Linked DNA regions of Gossypium arboreum: region 2 is linked to region 1. Evidence: chromatin contacts called from public Hi-C data. All regions are on one chromosome and are shown on one strand. Each heading gives the region's core, a stretch centred on a gene start, on an enhancer-like site or on the middle of the called end of the contact. The rest is flanking DNA. Distances are from core to core; before and after follow the strand shown.

The links. Hi-C and Micro-C count contacts between places; a contact is called where the count stands out from the background.
Region 2: a contact with region 1 is called in a Hi-C map of leaf, with 5 times the contacts expected there. The contact joins the promoter of LOC108486972 here to the promoter of LOC108464978 in region 1. A contact is called at or near these places in 2 of 5 Hi-C or Micro-C datasets (both in leaf).

What each region holds. Positions count from the first base shown.
Region 1 is chr4:54,852,175-54,855,355 of ASM2569848v2, forward strand. LOC108464978 reads left to right here and starts at 1,487. Exons shown (of 2, transcript XM_053026486.1): 1 at 1,487-1,604; 2 at 2,937-3,181. The coding sequence starts at 2,985.
Region 2 is chr4:55,461,407-55,464,342 of ASM2569848v2, forward strand. LOC108486972 (enoyl-[acyl-carrier-protein] reductase [NADH], chloroplastic-like) reads right to left here and starts at 1,319. Exons shown (of 13, transcript XM_017791141.2): 1 at 1,076-1,319; 2 at 351-673; 3 at 33-142. The coding sequence starts at 627.

The sequences.
Region 1 (3,181 bases), core at 237-2,736:
TTATCAATATAAATCAGGTTTTTCTTAAACTTTTTATTTCAATCCATTCTCTATTATTAATTCTTCCATTCATTCCATGTTGTTTATGAAAGCCATGAGAAACTAATCCTTCTATGGGGGATTAGCAAGTGCAAGCATGATCTCTTAAATGTTTTGTAGGGTTATTCAACGGATTAATTGTTTGGGAAAGGAAGAATGTGAAAAAAACCCTAGGCCTGACAACCCTAAGAAGTCATCAAGGTGGGAATTAACCCAAAATTGGTATTGCCTATCCGTGAACACCTTGACCCTAAACCAGTCTGGACTGTGAGGTCGGAAGATAAGTAATTCTTGTTGACTCGCTATGTTAGTGGAAGATCGAAATATCCTACTAGGTTAGCGACTAGTTGATTGACGAATAACCCAAGATAACAGTTGATTGAGATTGCTTAAGCAAGCAAATCACCTATCTTCAAATTTGATTCACTTTATTTTTCTCTATCTCTTGTAATTTTACTCTTTTTTTGTTATTTTATTTCCTTAGTTTAAGAAACCCTGAAATTATCTCTTATTTTACTTTTGTACTATAACTGACTTCAAGTATTAATTAGATCTTTAATTGTTTAGGTTAAGATTGATTTAGTACTAGCCTTCCTTGGGTACGATCCTCGAAGTACTTACCTATTTCGTTATAAAATTTATATTACAACTCGACTTGTATACTTACGAATACCACCTTGTAATTTTTTATTCTATTACAGTATTCACACTCTGGACGTTAGTATGTCCGGAGGCAGTCATGTCTCCAAATATTCAGAGCGAAAACTACTGTTGCAAGTTCTAGATCATGAGTAGGATAATTCTGTTCATGTGACTTAAATTGTCGAGAAGCATAAGCAATCACTTTTCTCTCTTGCATTAATACATAACCTAAATTGTTGAGTGATGTGTAGTTGAACACAACAAAAGTATATTTTTACTGCTAGAGAGAGAATAGCTCAATAAACATGAAATGCTAGATTAATTATATAAATTATATAGTATGTTTATTTTTCTTGTTAATTTATTAATAATTATATTTTATGATATATTTTTAGACAATATATTACATATGATGATTTTATTTTAGTTTTTAAATGAATCTATTGAAGCGGATCAAATGACAAATAATTAATACATTAAATTTTAGAAAAATTTATATTAATTTTTTAGAAATTAGTATATTTTAAAATTTATTATGATATAGTTGTGGAATTATAAGGAGTGTAATTAGGGTTTGTATATTTTAACTATCAAAATCCTAAATAAATAAAGGGAAGAGCGAGGCTAATCAAATTTCTGATCTAAAAACGGTGACACTACCTCTAAACTAAGATAACGCGCCTTTGCGTTTTCCTTTGGAATTCACTCACGCTCCTACTGGCGCGTATGATTTAAACCAAGTCTCAGTTTACAGAATCTGTAACAATCTATGGAAAAATCCTGTGTACAAACGCTTATATAGATATATTTGTATGTCATGCAATAATCACCGTACACATTCAGTCAAAGTCACCCAAAACCAGCAGTCAAACTTTTAGATGAATTGATGATCATCCCACATTTGTTGTTTGACAGTGAGCAAAGTGTGTGTTACTTCTTTCTACTTTAGTTTTTACTCTACAAAATAAATACCTTTATCTATTTTTTTTTTTTTTGTTTGTACACCAAATGTTCAATATCAATGCTATAACTTGAAGTTGAAGTTGAACCCTTGCTTTCAACACTTATCTCTTCTTTTACCACTGACCATTTCTTCTTTCTACCATTTCTTGTTCTAATAATCTTCTCTTTCTCAACCTTGCCTTAGCTCTGTTAAAATACTCACTGTGCTTTTTGATGATGTTTCCTTTAACTTAAACTATATTCTCTGATCTGCGTTTTCTTTTATTTTTCGTTTAGATCGTTGTTTTCGGGGGGGGAGCTTATCTTGTTCTTTGTTGGCTTCATTCTCGTAAAACCATTGAGAGGAACAAGTGGTCCATTTTCTTCTTTCCTCTTGGGGTTTTAGCAACTTCCTTGACTTTTATTATGAGATTCTGAAAAATGGGATTTTGTGTCAAAGATGCAGAATATTGGTGTCTGTTTTAAGGTTAGTTTCATCTTTCTTGTTTCATTTTTAAAAAAATAAACAATGGAGTTCTCTCTTGAAAAAGTAGTTAAAAAGCTATTATGTAAAATGTTTGTTTATGGTGTATTGGTTTATAAGAAGTTAATGCTGTGTTTGGTGACGTAATTATTAGGGATGAAGAATATATATTTAAACTGAAACACAGATTTAATATCTTATAGTTTACCTACTTTACCTGAAGTTAATAAACGAGAGATGATGTTCTTCTTATGTAGGGAGGTAAATAAAACAAAAGATTTAGAATCTATGGCTTTTGTATTGATTTGGGTTTCCTCTATTGTTAGCGTGATTACACTTATTTGAAGATTGCTCGGATTTGTAGTTTATAGATGTTGAGATTTGGGGGCTGTTCTTGTGCAGTTTTTAGGTTTGAAATTAGGTTTATTTGTGTTGAATCTTTTGTTCTTTTCCAATCCAATGATTAATCTCTTTTTGAGAGCAGTTTGGTTGAGTTTTTTATCCTTTCAATTTAGTCCCAGAAAACTTTGGAAAAGAGGTGGAATTAAAACAATAAAATCCATTTCTTATTCATTAAAAAATGGTAAAAGCTGTAGTTGTATGAACCATATTGGAATTTCTGTGGAGGTTCAGGTATGTTTGACCATTGTTTCTTAGAAAAGGGAACATTAAATTAAAGGATGGGGCACTAAATCATATTGTGACCTTCTGAAATGGAGTGTGCTATTTCCTATTTCTCTCTCACTTAATAATCTCTGTTTTTCTTGTTTTCATTGATCATTTGTTATTGGAAGTGGATTCTTTTGAATATATTTCTTTGTGTTTGTAGGAACCTACTTCAGTTGTTTGAGATTGTTTTCTAACTGGTTCTTGTAAAATGAGAAAAGGCAGAGGAAAAGCAAAGAAGCCGACTATTGTTTCTTCTCGTGAGGATCCTGGAAGTGGTGAAGATGAAAAGATTCCAGAATCTAAGAGAAGAGGAAGGCCGCAAAAGCAATTGAAGGATGATGTTGATGAAGATGATGCAGAGAAGAAAGAAGAAGACGGGGAAGAACTGAAAGGTTCTGTTCCCAT
Region 2 (2,936 bases), core at 69-2,568, 610 kb after region 1:
AAATGACACATATGTTATATAAAGATACATACAGGCACCCATGTTCCAACAAGAATTTCAGCTCCAGCAGCAGCAAGAGATTTTGCTATTGCCCAACCATACCCATTGTCATCAGCAACACCAGCTATAAATGCTCTTTTACCTGCAAACCGACACATCATATTAGATGTTCAAGTGGTTTACGTCCATACTGCACAGACAAATTTCATGTCTTAAGAGCTTTTCAGTCATGTCAAGATTCAAAAAACATGGTTAGCTGATACAACATCATCATGTATTCTAATCTGTATTCAACATTATTGAATTAACGCATAGAAGTTATAAGAGAGGGGGAAATAAGGACAGGTTACCTCTCAAATCAATAGGAAGTCCAGACAAAGGCTTGTTGTCACTTTGTTCAGACATGGCTCTTGTAACAAACTTTTCAAACTTGACAGGCTTTGAAGTGATCCTATGGAGGAACGGCTGCCTTGACGAGATGTGAGAGGCACTTGCAAGCCCTGACCATGATGCCTCTTTATGCTGAGCGATGATGTTCACCATGGTCGAGACAACAATTTTACGAGAAGAAGAAATACAAGGTTTAATGTTGGTCATGTAAGGGCCAGGAGTTGCTGCGGTTCCCATATTTTCTTCTTTTATCTTACTTGAATCACCCAAAGTCAATACAGTTCTACAAGATCAAGTGGAACAGTTAAATAATCAAGGGAAACACAAGGCATTATGGTTAACAGAAAGGCAACATTTTTAAGTAATATCATTAGCAAGAGTGATAACTTTATAAAATAAGAGACACCAACATCTCCTCTGTGGGAATGTAATAAGATGACAAAAACTTTTTCTTGGTAAATAAATTGTCTCCAACACCCAAATCTCTGGTTGGCTTGGCCATTGTGTGGTGTAATGCTCTGACATGTAATAAATGGTTGGTTATTTTCATCAGATTTCTAAGGGACCAAATTAGAAGCAGAAGATTTCCCTTAATGCTCAAATAAACATGTAAATGGAATGAAGGCATTAGTAAAGTTTGAATAACATTGAGCAAGAAATAACATGGAAAGATCTGAAAACTCACCGAAGCAAAGGAGGAGGAAGATTGGGTTATGAATGTGGGGATTGTACGGAAAGAGCAGTGAGGTGATGAGAATATAAAGAAAAGAGGAGGGAAGTGGGGTTATGTTTTGGGGGTTTCGATGAAACCGAAGTGGTTGATGGAGTTTTGGTTTCCAACAGTTGGGAAGCAACGACGGGAGCTTTGGAAATGTCGACCTCAGTTTGGTTTTGGATCCTTACTCAAATTACTATTATGCCCTTCTTTCTCTTTTTGTTGGCTGTGAATGGATTGGACTCTTGACTCGTTGATTTGACTTGCTGTCAAAAATAGCCTTATGGCCCGAATTATACTTGTTTTTTCAATTTTAGTACTTAAAAATTTTTGTCTCACCTTTCTATTTAAATTATTTTTATTATCCAAATTAATTTAAGGCATAAAAGAAAATAAGATATATACGTGAGACTATTAGAATATGTGACATCATTTTTTTTATTTTAATACAATTTATATTCTATTGATTAAAAATAAAAAAATCATAGAACATATAAAAATAAAAATATTTAAAAATTCTAAAATACTAAAATTTTAAAATTCTAAAATATATAAATATAAATTTTAAAAATCATAATAATATATAAAATTGTAAATTTTATAAAATTGAAAAATATTTAAATTTTAGAAAATTAAAAAATTCCATTTTCAAAAATATATATTCAGGAATAAATTTTATTTCAAATTCTAAAAATTCAAAATGAATAAAAAGTAAAAAAGAAAAGTTTAACTTCAAGAAAAACTTAATGTCTAGAAATTAAAAATTTTAATTTATAATTTAGACGTAGGTCAATATTCGATCAAATATCGATCAATGATGGCCAATGATTGATCAAAGTTAATGTATTAAAATATTTAGTTTTTAAATATTCTTTTTCTACTTTTTCATATAAATTTAAATTATTTAATTTTAATAAATTTATTGTCACACGCCAGAGGTGAAGCAAAAAAAAAATTAGGGGCGAAATAAAATTTTAATTTTAATAGTTTATATATTTATAATTTTTAAAGGATTAAATAAATTTTCATAATTTTAGGGGGCCAAAGTGTAATTTTACCTTTACTAATTTAAAATTTTAAAATTTTTTAGAAGGCCAAAACAATAATTTTCCATTTCAGGGGGCCGGGGCCCTTGTCAACCCCCCTGGATTCGCCTCTGCACACTGCACATTCTAATTGGTTGGATGTGCCACATGGCATGTGATGCGAGCGCGCCCAACGGTTCAGCTAGTTCAAGTAAAGATCATCTGACGCTACCACAAGGCCTTATCACCCGAGCTCGAGCTAAGGCTTTCAAAGATTCTATTTCAACTCTTGTAGCTCGAATTTGGGATGAAACTCAGCCCAGCCGCAGCGAGGAAGCTTAAATTAACTCTTCCAATTCACCTCGCAACTTGCTACTAGTTCAGATTCAGCTCATGTCCAGCTCCCCAGCTCGGGTCCAGCTTACGAGTCCGAACCTAGCTCGGATTTAGCTCACGAGCTTACCCCCAGCTCATCACTAGCTCATACACCTATATCGAGCTCAATAAGTCTATTCGTCCCTAGCTATTAAATAAGATTGATGCATTAAATAAATTTGAACATATTTTTTTAAATAATTAATTTGTTTAATTCTGGACATTTTAAATAAGTGTGCCGAATTTAATTAGGTTATTACATGTTATTAATATGTCTTGGTTTAACTAGGATTTAATGTGTCCAAATTACTACAATTATTTGTTATGTTAGTCGAATTTATGAGTGTGTTTAATATGTTAATATTTGCTGCCACCTTAATGTGTTCACATTGGTGATTAATGCTTGATTTTAATGTTGCAGGTACATCACT